3 separate regions of the Mus musculus genome follow, and all the other regions are linked to region 1. A link is a contact called in public promoter capture Hi-C data. All regions are on one chromosome and are shown on one strand. Each heading gives the region's core, a stretch centred on a gene start, on an enhancer-like site or on the middle of the called end of the contact. The rest is flanking DNA. Distances are from core to core; before and after follow the strand shown. Region 1 holds the start of Tfe3 (transcription factor E3). Region 2 holds the start of Was (Wiskott-Aldrich syndrome). Region 3 has its middle 23 kb from the start of Suv39h1.

Region 1 (4,141 bases), core at 435-2,934:
GGGGTTTAGAAGAGGGGAGATTTCTGAGAAATCAAGGCCAATGTGGTTTTCTGTAGTGAGTTCCAGGCCAGCGGGAACTACAAAAGTAGCTCCTGTCTTGAAGCCTTCAAAAGTAACTTAAAACTATAACCTTTCTTCTGTAAAGGGTCCCCATTGTGAGGTGGTCATGTCTGTGCAGAAATGTGCATATTTACAAAGCCAAGGGAGTGAGATTAGCTCTAGTGCAAGCCCAGTGAGCATCCTTGCTTTTATTTATTTATTTATTTATTTATTTATTTATTTATTTATTTATTTATTCTATGTAAGTACACCATAGCTGTCTTCAGACACCCCAGAAGAGGGAGTCAGATCTCACTACGGATGGTTGTAAGCCACCATGTGGTTGCTGGGATTTGAACTCAGGACCTTCGGAAGAGCAGTCGGGTGCTCTTACCCGCTGAGCCATCTCATCAGCCTGCATCCTTGCTTTTTCTTCCAGGAGTACTCGTATCTCAGACCATTCTGCAACTCACTGTGTAGCTAAGGATGATCTGGACCAACAAATTCTCTGCTGTTCATGTCCCTCCTCCTGTGATGACAGAGTTGTCCCACCATACTCCCACACCCGCTGTCATAAATTTTCTCCTGCTCCAACTGATGGTCTCAGGATGCTGGGAAGTAGGATGGGAGAAGTGGTGGGCTCTGGTGTTTTATGAACTACGTGTACCTGTTGGTGTCAGTGGAACTTCTGTGTCTGCGTCACCCTGCATTTATCTGCCGCACACAGGCTCCTCCTAAATGATTGATCAAGCAAACAAGTGAGCAAATCGATTAAGGTTGGGAAATTTCTTGTATGCAAAACAGCTTGCCTGCCTTTTTCCTTATTTATATATCTCTTATCCTCATAACTTTGCCAACACAGTTTATGGCCCCATTTGCCAGGGCAGGAACGTGGAGGCGCAGAGTGGAGCAGGTCTTCTGCATTATTCAAATAGTTCATTTTGATTATAGAAGTCATTCTCTGGAAACCAGATCTAATTACCATCCGTCCACTCATTCATCCATCTGTCAAAAGCTTCATTGACCGTCTATTGCGTAGTACAACGATCATAGTACAACAAATACTTTAGATAACAACAAAAAAGGCTGAGCTCTTTCTGGAAGACCAGCTCCGTGGCTGGACTGTGGGTACCAAAAGGGCAGGGTTTCAGCACCACCTTTAAGGAATGTCGGTGCCTCACTCAAAGTGGCTTGAGAAGACATGGGTACCAAGAAGTTGGGGTGCGGGCTGGGAAGATCCAGGGCTAAGAGCCGGCATGGTTCCGCTAAAAAAAAAAAAAAAAAAAAAAAAAAACCTTGGCATGGAGACTTTCCACGCAGGTGCAGAAAACCCAAGACTCAGCTTAATATCTTGCTGGGGATGGGGATTGGGGCTGGGGGGCATGAGGATGGTGTGGATAATTTGAGGGAGGGGGTGTGGCTCAGGAAGCTACGTAAAAATGAAGGCGTGGCTCAACCAAATCACTCCTCTCCTATTTGCTTCCGCCTCCCGGGGCGTGGCCTAAAGGCCCTTTTCCGAAGGGCGGGCCGAAGCCGGTGTTCCCTACCGCTCGAAGTCGTGGCTTAGGGCGGGCTCTCCAATCTCCCGGCTGCAACTGGCTGCCTTGCTCAGGAGGTATGGCCCAACCAGACTTCCATCCCCAGTGTGGTCACTTCCTGTGGAGTTTCCCCAGCCCAAGGAGGAGGGGGAAGAGGACGAGAGGGAGGCGAGCGGTCGTTCGGGGTTAGGTTGGGGGGTGTCGGTCCGTTCAGGGCGGGTGATGACTCACGGCCCATCCCATCTTCCCGACGCCGCCCGCCCACGCAGTGCTAGCTCCATGGCTTAACGGAGGAGGCAGCGGCAAACAGGGGGAGGGGGACTCTTATTTTGTTAGGGGGACCGGGCCAAGGCCCGACCGGCCTGGCAGGGCTCGCCCGGAGCCGGGCGTCATGTCTCATGCAGCCGAGCCAGCTCGGGACGCCGTAGAGGCCAGCGCGGAGGGCCCTCGAGCCGTGTTCCTGCTATTGGAAGAGCGCAGGCCAGCTGAGTCGGCCCAGCTGCTCAGGTGCGGGGCCACCTCTGGGGCCGGGAGTGACAACTGAGGTTCCCCGGGGACTCATCTCAGGACACGGGGGGTCCTCGACTGGGGTTGGAGACTCTTGGCCTAGGCTTGAAGGACGTCGGAGTGCCCATCTTGGGTGGGCGCCTCAGAAATCTGGTACTGATCTGCTTGGATAGACGCTTACAGGAGTAGTGGGAGTGCGTGAGGAGGGCAGAGTCATATTTGGGGGGGTGTCTTTGCTGGGTCTAGCGGGGCAGATCGTGGAGTATACAGAAACTGGTTTGCTGTAGTTGAACTTGGAAACTGATTAAAAGCTGAATTGGGGATTGTTGACTCGGTCGCGGAGGGATGAATGTGAGGGCATACATACTGTCAGGTGAGGCACTGATTTTAAGGAAATCCTGGGGTTTCCCCCCTCCCCCTTTTAGTGTGTGTGGGGGGAAAATTCAGGGAGGCAGAGGTGTTATTTGGGGCACCTAGTGATTCCCAGTAGCCGGTGCTGTGTTTTTGGGAATAGCACGAGTCTAAAGGAGTTAGGGGGAGGTCTCCGATCTGCCGGGAGTGTGTGTGAATAATTGAGCGAAGCAACTTGCTGGGCCCAATCGGTTCACTGTTGCTACCCCGCTCAGCTGGCGTCTGTACAGAAAGGCCGAGATAGTGGAAACCCCTCTTGTCTTATCCAATGGGTGATAAAATGTGATGCGGCAGGGCACACTGGAAAGATACAGTTCACTTTTTAGGCGTGGGGGGTTGGGGGGAGGCCTAGAGCCTTATATGGAAGCCCAGAGGAGGGTCTTGTTTCTGTTGCCACTCGCCCTAGCCTTGCAGCCAAGCCGGCCCTGCCCACTCCCTACCCACACACCCCCTCTTCCTTTTATTTCGCCCTCCCAGCCGGTCTCTCAGTTCCCGGGTGTAATCTTGAATCAGTCTCTAGAGCTGGAGTGAGTACCGATTGCACCATTCCCGTCTGGGTGGGTCCTCAGTCTCTCCTTTTCGGCTCCTCTCACCTCCATCAGCCTTGCTTTGAAGCTCCAGGCCTTCCTTGTCCATAGCCCTGCCCTCTCCAGCCCCCACCTTTTTCAACTTAACGTGCAGTGGTGTGTGTGAGTATGGGAGGGGGGCTGCCTCCTCTCTGCCTGGGATTGTGCTGAACTCAGCTACTCTCGGAGCTTCCTCTTCCCGACTTCCTGGGTGGCTTTAGAGCCCCATCTGCGCAAGGAGAGGAAGGAAGACCATCGCTGGGGAGGGGAAAGACTTTGTACTGAGCGGAGTCACAAGCTTAGTGGATTCTAAACTTGACTGAATTCAAGGGTGCATATTATTTGGGGATGCGGTGGGTGGAACCCAGGGCTTCGCACTTGCTAGACAAGAGCTGTACCACGGAGCTATCCTCATCTAGTAAGGATGTATATTCACCCTCGTGCGTGTTTTGCCGGGACACTAGGGTCCTTTCTCCCTAACAGGGAGGACTGAGCACAACTATCGTGGATTGCTTATAACAGCCTTGATCATCGCAGTAATGGGCACAGTTGAAAGGAGGGATGGATATTGCTTTGCTGCTCTAGTGCAAGTCCTAGCTCCTATGGGTTTTTTGGTTGGTTTGTTTGTTTGTTTGTTTGTTTTTATGACTTGAGATGCAGGCTCCGTATGTAGGCTAGATTGACCGCAGCCCTCTTCCTTCATGTGAGGTAGGGCTTGTTTTGTGTGCAGGTGGATGCTGTTACTGAAAACGGGTGTGTGTTTTGATCTCTCTACAAAGTAGGAGGAGGAGGAGGTTGGGTAGTTTCTCCTAGTAAGAAAGATGCTCGTCCTGCAAGGCAGCTTGTGCGCTCAGTTTTTTGAAGCTGCTCCCTGGAGGAGTGAGGGGAGCCTTTCCTAGTCCCTTCTTGTATTTGCTGGGAAGGAGCGGCCTAAGAACTCTGCCTGGGGCTGGAAGAACTCATTTGCAAAGTGGTAACTCTTAATGCAAAGTGAACCTGGAAGCCCAGGTCTCTTTGTGATGCATTCAGTTGGTGTTACAATGGAGTGTTGGGCTGATGGGTACCTCTGTTGTGTGCATG
Region 2 (4,141 bases), core at 1,177-3,676, 330 kb after region 1:
GGTCTAAACAAGGCCTACAGAGCGGTGGATGGATCCCAAAAAAACACTGAAAGAGTCACCAATTCATGTGTCTTTACCATTCAAGTACTGACTCATCCATTCTCTGGCTGGTTGGCTAAAAAGCTTATTAAGTTATTCATTCATTCACACCTAATCATTTGATCTTCCTTGGATAGAATATTCTCTCATCCCACTTTTGTGATTGAATTCTTTAAATGTATATTATGTGTGTGTGCGTGCAAGGCACATGTGTGGAGGTCAGAGGACAACTTTGTGGAATTGTTTCTTTCCTATCTTTATGTGGATTCTGGGGCTAGAACGATGGTGTCTAGGCTTGGTGGCAAGCGCTGTTCCATCTCAGCGGCCCTCTTTGTCCACTGTTCATCTGTTTACATGCCCATTCATGAATTCTCTGAACCACCTATTCATTACTTAAATGCAAGTAAGTTTTCATCCATTTACCCAAATACTCATGTACCTATTTATCTATAAGCCATCATCAGTCCATCTCCCAATTTAGCCATGTCTGCCACCAATCTATCACCGTGCTCATCTGTCCACCCACCATCCACCTCTTTATGAATTTACAGACAGACTCAAGTACTCATTCATCTACTAACCCCCACCATCTCTCCAGTGATGTGAGAATTGCCACTTACCCCCATGATCTCCACCCGGGTGTGGGGGCACAGGTGGGAGCCCTCCTCTTCTCTCTGGAAAAATGGAATGAGTTCAGATCTGCCCTAATCTTGCTCCCCCACATCTCTGGGTTAGTTCTTCATAACCTTTATTTGAACGAGAGGACTCACCCTCATTGATTGGTGCTGGTGGTGGTGGTAGCTGGCGTCTTTCTGTGGTTAAATAGGGTGGACTGAGAGCCAAAACCATGAGAGGGGCTTTTCCAGCCTCACACCCGTGCACTCACCTCTGTCTAACCTACCTCCCCCCAATTCCCACCAAGGCCTCCTTACCTCCGCTTTGCCTCTGATTCCTTTTTTGTATCTTCTCCTGCACCAAGGCCCGGAAGGCCTGGGCTTCACTCTCATCCGCAAAGTTCAGTCCTACTTGACAGTCCTATACATGCCTTGGGGTCAGCAAACTTCTAGTACGCCCCCCACATCCCCGGGACTTTCTCATCTCCTCCCCATCCCCCCCAACTGCAGCGCAAGGATGCACAAGCTGCTCACTTACATCTCCAGCAAAAGTGTGGAAGAACGGGGTGGGAGTGAGATAAACCAGCTGAGAGTACAGCTCCTGTTCCCAGAGTAGCCGACCAGCCTGGAAAGTGGGGGGAGGTGCATGCTGAAATCCAGGCATCTTGGGTGGCAGACCACTGGAGCATGGTGTCCAGGTTTGGTGTCCCGGGGTTTTATTTAAAGCTCTTCAGCTTCAGCTCACTATCAGAGTTTGGGTTCTAGGTGTCTGAGAGTCAGACACCGATATGAGAGATATGGGTTTGGGAGCCAAAGCCTATATGTAGGAGTTGAAGGCTCCACGTTGTGAATTTAAGATTCCAGTTCTAAGAGTATTCAACATGATTTAGAACATATTTGAGGCTGAGGCTCAGGTATTTGTGGAGCAGATCTAAGTCTTGATATAAACCTTCTGAGGTCCGTCTTCTTAGACTCAGAATGAGAAAAACACAACTTGGGATCTGTATTGGTCTTTGGTTCTGGAGCTCAGGGGGTCACTGATATGAGTGAAGGCTTGGAGCTGTGGACAAAAACTGGTTTTGTAAGTTGGGAACTAGCTTTCCTGTCCAGTGGGGCATGGGGTCACCTGTAGGCCATAAAGGCGGATGAAGTAGGACTTCTGAGGGTTATCCTTCACGAAGCACACAGCCCCGCAGTGTTCCATGGTCCAGTGCTCAGCTCCAGGGGGCAGTGCCAGGTAGAGCTGAACAACTGTGGTAGCCAGTGTCTAGGAGGGGAGAGCAGGGGTCAGTGCAGTGTGCTCATGGGTCACCAGGCCTGGTCCTTGCCTGCCTGTGGCTTTCATGAGCTTGGGGAAAGAGCTGTAGCCAGGAGGAAGGGGAGTAGACATCAAGATAATGGGGAGTGAGTGAATCTGAGGAGAGGAGATGGGGAGAAGGGGGATACAGGGATGATGGGAACAAGGAGAAGGGAAATATGGGTAAGAGGAGGAAGCAGAACGGGGAAGAAGAAGTAGAGAGGAAGAAGAGGAGAGGGAGGGAGACTGGGAGGACCAGGAGATCTCCCAACTCACCCAGCATTTTCGGCCAAGAAGCTCAAAGAGTCTCTGGTTTTCATGGTCCTGGAGGAGGTTGGAAGGAATGTTCTGCTGAACGGCTGGTCCCCCTCGGCCCCCAGGCCTGCCTCCTACAGGGCCAGGGCCACTATTCATGCTGCCTTCTGCCTTAGTCCTCTCCAGCTAAGCTCTGGGTGCAGGGTAAGAAGAGGAACTTCCGCAGTGAGCAGGGGAACAGGAAGTACAATAAACCACAAGGGAAATAAGTCCTCCAGGGCCCCCCAGAGGGCCTGTTCTCCTCTCTAGGACAGGCATGGGCCCTCCTCCATTTGCGTGGCTAGATCCAAGTTTGTAATGAGCTCAGGGCATCTTCCTTTCTTCTTTCTTCCCAACGTCCTCTCCCTTTTTGTGCGGGGCCATTTCCTTCTGACAGGCTTAGATCAGCCTTGCTCTAGTCGGACACTGAGGGAGAGCTACGCCATCTGCAGAGCTTCTCCTTCAGGGTAGCTACGCAGAGAGTAGTCACAAGTCTGTGTAGCCTCCTTCCGTCTTCCAAAAGCACCGACTTGGCCTGGGGTTGAATCTAAGGCTCCAGGTGCTAAAGGGCCATTGCATTACAGCTTTTCCTTTTAAAGGCATATTGAGCCGGGCGTGGTGGCGCACACCTTTGACCCCAGCACTCAGGAGGCAGAGACAGGCAGATTTCTGAGTTCGAGGCCAGCCTGGTCTACAAAGTGAGTTCCAGGACAGCCAGGGCTATACAGAGAAACCCTGTCTCGAAAAACCAAAAAAAAAAAAAAAAAAAAAAAAAAAAAGGCATATGAACTAATCTCTAGCTTTGGACGTTGCCAATGATATAGAAGGCCATGACTCACTTCCCCATCTTTTACTCTTGCCCCCTGTAGCTCCCTAATTACTTTCTTTTTCATTTATTTATTTCATGTATGCGGGTACACTGTCGCTGTCTTCAGACACACCAGGAGAGGGCATTGGATCTTCATTACAGATGCTGTGAGCCACCATGTGGTTTCTGGGATTTGAACTCAGGACCTCTGGAAGAACAGTCAGTGCTCTTAATCACTGAGCCATCTCTCCAGACCCCAATTACTTTCTTTTGTAAAATTTATTTTTATTTTATGCGCCTTGGTGTTTTGCCTACATGTATGTCTGTGTGAGGGTGTCAGAGTTACAGACAGTCCTGAGCTGCCATGTGTGTTCTGGGATTTGAACCTATGTCCTCTGGAAGAGCAGTCAGTGCTCTTAACCACTCAACAATCTCTCTAGCCTAAACTCAGACCCCCACCCCTTTTTTGTTTTTTGTTTTTGTTTTATTTGGTTTTTGTTTTGTTTTGCTTTGCTTTGCTTTGCTTTTGTTTGTTTGTTTGTTTGTTTGTTTGTTTTGAGACACGTTTTCCCTGTGTAGAGCCCTGGCTGTCCTAAAACTCACTCTATAGACCAGGCTGGCCTTGAACTCACAGAGATCCATCTGCCTCTGCCTTCTGAGTGCTGGGATTAAAGGCCTGTATCACCATGCCTGGCCCTAATTACTTTCTTTTCAATCTCATTCGGGAAGGAAGGACTTGACAGTATAAATAAATAAATACTAAAACAACATCTTGATTGATTTTTTTATTATGTTGGGACTTTATGAAAGTAGGGAACCTTTGAAGGCTTAGTTGTCTCCACTTTTGGTGATAAGGATTGGCTCCCGGGCCTTGACCATGGTAAGTACGTGCTCTAACTCTGAGCTGTACCCTCATGCCTTCTGATCCCATTGCCTAAGGGAGGAGGCTGGCCAGTTGGGAAGGAGGGTACCAGGGGTAGGGACAGCAGTTTGACATGCCTAAGCAGCTTTCAGATGTGGGTACAAACCTTTGAATTGGATGTCCTCGGGGCTGCCTGGAACTTGACTGTCTATGCCTGCAGGCACAAG
Region 3 (4,141 bases), core at 666-3,165, 290 kb after region 1:
GAACTCCCAGCGTTCCTCCAGATCCCTCTTGCTGACTTGTGCCGAGGCTGAGGCCTGGCTGGCTCTGCTAGCTAGTGCCACCCGCTGCTGATTCCTGTTTGCTGTACCGACTCTACCGTACTGGACTGCTGGTGTATCTGTGAAGTGTTTGCGAGTGGATCACGCTGCTGCTGCTGCTGCTAACCTGGGAACTGAACTACTGATTTTCCGACAACACAGATGGAAGTTGCTCCAAAGAGCCATTTCTAAACAGGTCCACTTTCCCCATATCCTTTCTTTCCCATTACCTCTGGTTGGTGGTGGACTACAAGGGAGGTTAAAGTGTCTGAGAACCATCATTAAAAATAAGGGTTGAGGGCTGGAGAGATGGCTCAGCAGTTAAGAACACTGACTTGAGTTCAATTCCCAGCAATCACATGGTGGCTCACGACCATTTATAGTGAGATCTATTACCCTCTTCTAGTGTGCAAGCATACATGCATACAGAACATTGTATATATAATAAATAAATATGTCTTTAAAAAAATAAGGGTTGAAGTTACAGATTTGAGAAAATGCCTCTAGAAGATCAGAGTGTAAGTAAATTGATAGGGCATTTTCTTTTTTCTTTTCTTTCTTTCTTTCTTTTTTTTTTTTTTTTTGGTTTTTTGAGACAGGGTTTCTCTGTGTAGCCCTGGCTGTCCTGGAACTCACTTTGTAGACCAGGCTGGCCTTGAACTCAGAAATCCGCCTGCCTCTGCCTCCCAAGTGCTGGGATCAAAGGCGTGCGCCACCACCACCACCACCGGCGATAGGACATTTTCTTAATTAAGAAATTAATTAATGATTAATGAGGGAGGGCTCACTGTTAGTGGGGACATTCTTCGGCTACTGGTCCTGGGTTTATAAGAAAGCAGTCTGAGCAACAGTAAGCAGTAAGGAGCAAGCTAGTAAGCAGCACCTCTCCATGGCTTCTACATCAGCTCTTGCCCAGTTTGAGTTCCTGTCCTGACTTCCTTCAATGATGAGCAGTGATGTGGAAGTGTAAGTCAAACCCTTTCCTCCCAAAGTTGCTTTTGGTCATGGTGTTTCATCAGAGTAATAGTAATTCCAACTAAGATAGACAGTATCCTAGAACTGGGGTACTCTTAGCTCCTTATGAGTATATATCCCAAAATTTTAAGTTGCTTTAATCATTCTGTGTTTTTTATCAAGATGTGGGGACTGTAATGTTGTGGGGTTTTGTTTCATGATAATGTGGTATACCATACTACTTGAAGTTTGTTAAATTTGGGGGGGACTAGGGAGTCTAGGCTCTGGGGTTCATCTCTGTGGCAATTTGAATAAAAATGGCCCCCATGTGCCCATAGGGAGTGGCACTACTAAGAGGTGTGGTTTTGTTAGAGTAGGTGTGTAGCATAGTAATTCTGGGGGCTTGTCTTCCCCACTTTTGCTCTGGAGTAAGGATGGGGTTTTAGTGCACGTGCTCTAGCCCATTTTAGCTCCTGAATAAATGACACAGGAACGTAATAAATTTATTAACAAGCTGTAGGCACTCTGCTGGGCAGATTCTCCTCTATTCTAATCCTCTGAGGCTGCCTACTTCCCAGCCACATGGCCCTTTACCCACATCGGAGGCTTTCCCCACCTTGCTCTATTCCCTGTGTCCTCATGGCTGCTCTCTCATTGCACCTCAAGGTGAGTTCAACTTGTCCCTCTTTCTCTTCTTCCTCTCTCCTTTCTCTTCCTTCCCCCCTCTTTTGGCTTGGGACCCCCAGACTGGGATGGGATGTCCTGCCCAGCTATAAGCAAAATCACCTCTTTATTAATCAATACGAGCTGTGGAAAAGAATCTTTACACATTCCTGAGACTGGAGATGCTCCAAATAGCATGACAATGCTCATCTCTGGACTGCCCGGGGAGCTCTGTGCACAGCAATCAGCATCTGAATACACAGTGCACAAACCACCACCCAATATAGGTGTGGCATCTTGGGTGAAGATGTTGCTGTAGGGGCAAGTTTTGAGGTCTCAAATGCTTTTTTTTGTTTGTTTGTTTGTTTTTGTTTTTGTTTTTGTTTTGTTTTGTTTTGTTTTTTTCGAGACAGGGTTTCTCTGTGTAGCCCTGGCTGTCCTGGAACTCACTCTGTAGACCAGGCTGGCCTCGAACTCAGAAATCCACCTGCCTCTGCCTCTCAAGTGCTGGGATTAAAGGTGTGCGCCACCACGCCCAGCAAGTGCTCAAACTTTGATAAGGTTGTAGAACTCTCCCCTCAGCTCCTCTAGTACCACATCTGCCAAACGCCGGCCACCATGCTTCCTGCCATATGGACTAAACTCTTGAAACTGTAAGTCAGCCCCAATCTTTTCCTTTATAAAAGCTCCTTTATAAAAGTTTATAAATGTGGAGGCTGGAGAGAAGGCTTAGAGGTTAAGAGCACTGATTGCTCTTCCAGAGGTCCTGAGTTTAATTCCCAGCAACCACATGGTGGCTCACAACCATCTGTAATGGGATCTGATGCCCTCTTCTGGTGTGTCTGAAGACAGCCACAGTGTAGTTCTATATCTATATAAAATAAAATCTTTTTTTTTTTTTTTTTTGGTTTCTCGAGACAGGGTTTCTCTGTATAGCCCTGGCTGTCCTGGAACTCACTCTGTAGACCAGGCTGGCCTCGTCTAAAGGCATGCGCCACCATCGCCAGCTTAAAATAAATCTTAAAAAAACAAAAGAAAACAGTCCTTTCCTTGTACCTTGCCTTTGGTGACTAGTGCTGTCCCTTTGGCCCCTGCTATTCTTGGGGTCTAACTAGAAAAACAAACCTTTGATGGTATTAAGAAGAGTATGTCTTCAGAGCTCTGCCTTGTGGAGGACTAGAGTTCTTTGGTTTTATTTGTTTGTTTTTAAGACAGGGTTTCTCTGTATAACTACCCTGGCTTTCCTGGAAGACTGGCTTTGTAGACTAGGCTGGCCTTGGGCTCGCAGAGTTCCACCTCCTGAGTGCTGAGATTAAGCCTCCACACCCGTAGAGGACTAGGTTTTAAACAACAAAGCCACTTCCAACACTTCAATTTATTTGAGCCTTAGAATCCTTTTCTCAACACTTAGTCAAAAGATACCAAGCTCCTCCAGTTCCTCCTCAGTAGGCTATCATCTCTGGGCCAACCAATCAAATCAACTCTTGGCACCTTTTAATACTGAGCTTCGATATTAAACCTAGAATCTCTGCATAGAGGGCCCATACTGATAAACTCAGCCTGATCCAGGTTCATGTTCTGTCCACCATTACCTATGCTCAGACCGCTGCTTGAATGAAATTAGCAAATCTCTTAAGTTCTTTCTTGGTGTCCTCCACCTCCCTGAGGACCTCACTTTCTCACATCTAGGCCCTTGTTACAGGTCTAGAGGCAGTGGTGAACAAAACATAGAGACATCTGCCTGATTGTCTCCTTCAAGGAAAGTCACTCCTGGCTCCATTGGGGCGGGGGGTGCAGTGGAGAGGAAAGGCCATATACATCCTCTGCTTGGGTCTGTTTTTCAGCAACTTGGGCTCTGTGGCAGCTGGAGAGATTTTTTCTTCCAGGACTCACTTTCTGATTGTTTCTGTGCATCTTGAGTTGGCTACTTTTATCAGTGAGCTCATTGTTTTCCTCTGTATTTTATCCAGAGACACCAGCATCAATATTGTCTTTGCCTTCCTAGGAAGTCTTTGCTCTGAGGAGGTCTATCAGGAATATCAAAGGATTTACTTTGCATAGCCTCGCCCTCTCCATGTTCTGCAGGGAAGGTTCCTTGAGTTGGAGAAAGAGCTCTAGATACCACAGCACCCACTAGAGAAATTCATCTTCAGGATTCTGTTTCTCCAGAACTTCTGGTACTGAAACCTGATGTTTCAGGGCTTCTCTAGGGAATTGAACCAACAGAATGAATCTGTATTTTAGAAGAGATTGTCTTGTCTTAGCATGCATATACATGCATTCTCCCTCCCACTACACACACACACACACACACACACACACACACACACACATACACATACACACACCAGCAGCACGGTCTTGTAGCAGTTAAATGACTGAGGAGGGAGGGAGGGAGGCAAGCTTTTTGGTTTTGCCCCTTGATCTTCACTCTTGTGGGCATATCTATCTCCACCTCTGCCCCTGC

The links. Promoter capture Hi-C pulls out the DNA fragments that hold promoters and counts their contacts.
Region 2: a promoter capture Hi-C map of pre-B cells shows a contact between it and region 1. The contact joins the promoter of Was here to the promoter of Tfe3 in region 1. A contact is called at or near these places in 18 of 39 promoter capture datasets (3T3-L1-derived adipocytes, the C10 cell line, the HPC-7 cell line and 11 more), 1 of 484 Hi-C or Micro-C datasets (embryonic stem cells), 7 of 115 datasets of contacts at active chromatin or transcription factors (bone marrow-derived dendritic cells, embryonic stem cells, extraembryonic endoderm stem cells and 2 more) and 4 of 9 other capture datasets (adipose tissue, embryonic stem cells, liver and 1 more).
Region 3: a promoter capture Hi-C map of embryonic stem cells shows a contact between it and region 1. The contact joins the enhancer-like site here to the promoter of Tfe3 in region 1. A contact is called at or near these places in 6 of 39 promoter capture datasets (the HPC-7 cell line, embryonic stem cells, hematopoietic stem and progenitor cells and 2 more), 3 of 115 datasets of contacts at active chromatin or transcription factors (all in embryonic stem cells) and 3 of 9 other capture datasets (adipose tissue, embryonic stem cells and pancreatic islet).

What each region holds. Positions count from the first base shown.
Region 1 is chrX:7,760,977-7,765,117 of GRCm38.p6, forward strand. Tfe3 (transcription factor E3) reads left to right here and starts at 1,685. Exons shown (of 10, transcript NM_172472.3): 1 at 1,685-2,084. The coding sequence starts at 1,969.
Region 2 is chrX:8,088,065-8,092,205 of GRCm38.p6, forward strand. It overlaps Was (Wiskott-Aldrich syndrome), which reads right to left and starts at 2,427. Exons shown (of 12, transcript NM_009515.2): 1 at 2,227-2,427; 2 at 1,780-1,920; 3 at 1,192-1,278; 4 at 972-1,074; 5 at 810-851; 6 at 660-713. The coding sequence starts at 2,364.
Region 3 is chrX:8,049,331-8,053,471 of GRCm38.p6, forward strand. No RefSeq gene overlaps it. Among named protein-coding and RNA genes, the nearest start is that of Suv39h1, 23 kb to the right of the region's middle. Within about 2 kb of position 1,916, at least 7 of the 459 cell types and tissues checked have an H3K27ac peak or open chromatin away from gene starts, as enhancers often do. A contact at or near this core is called in embryonic stem cells, where this site is marked.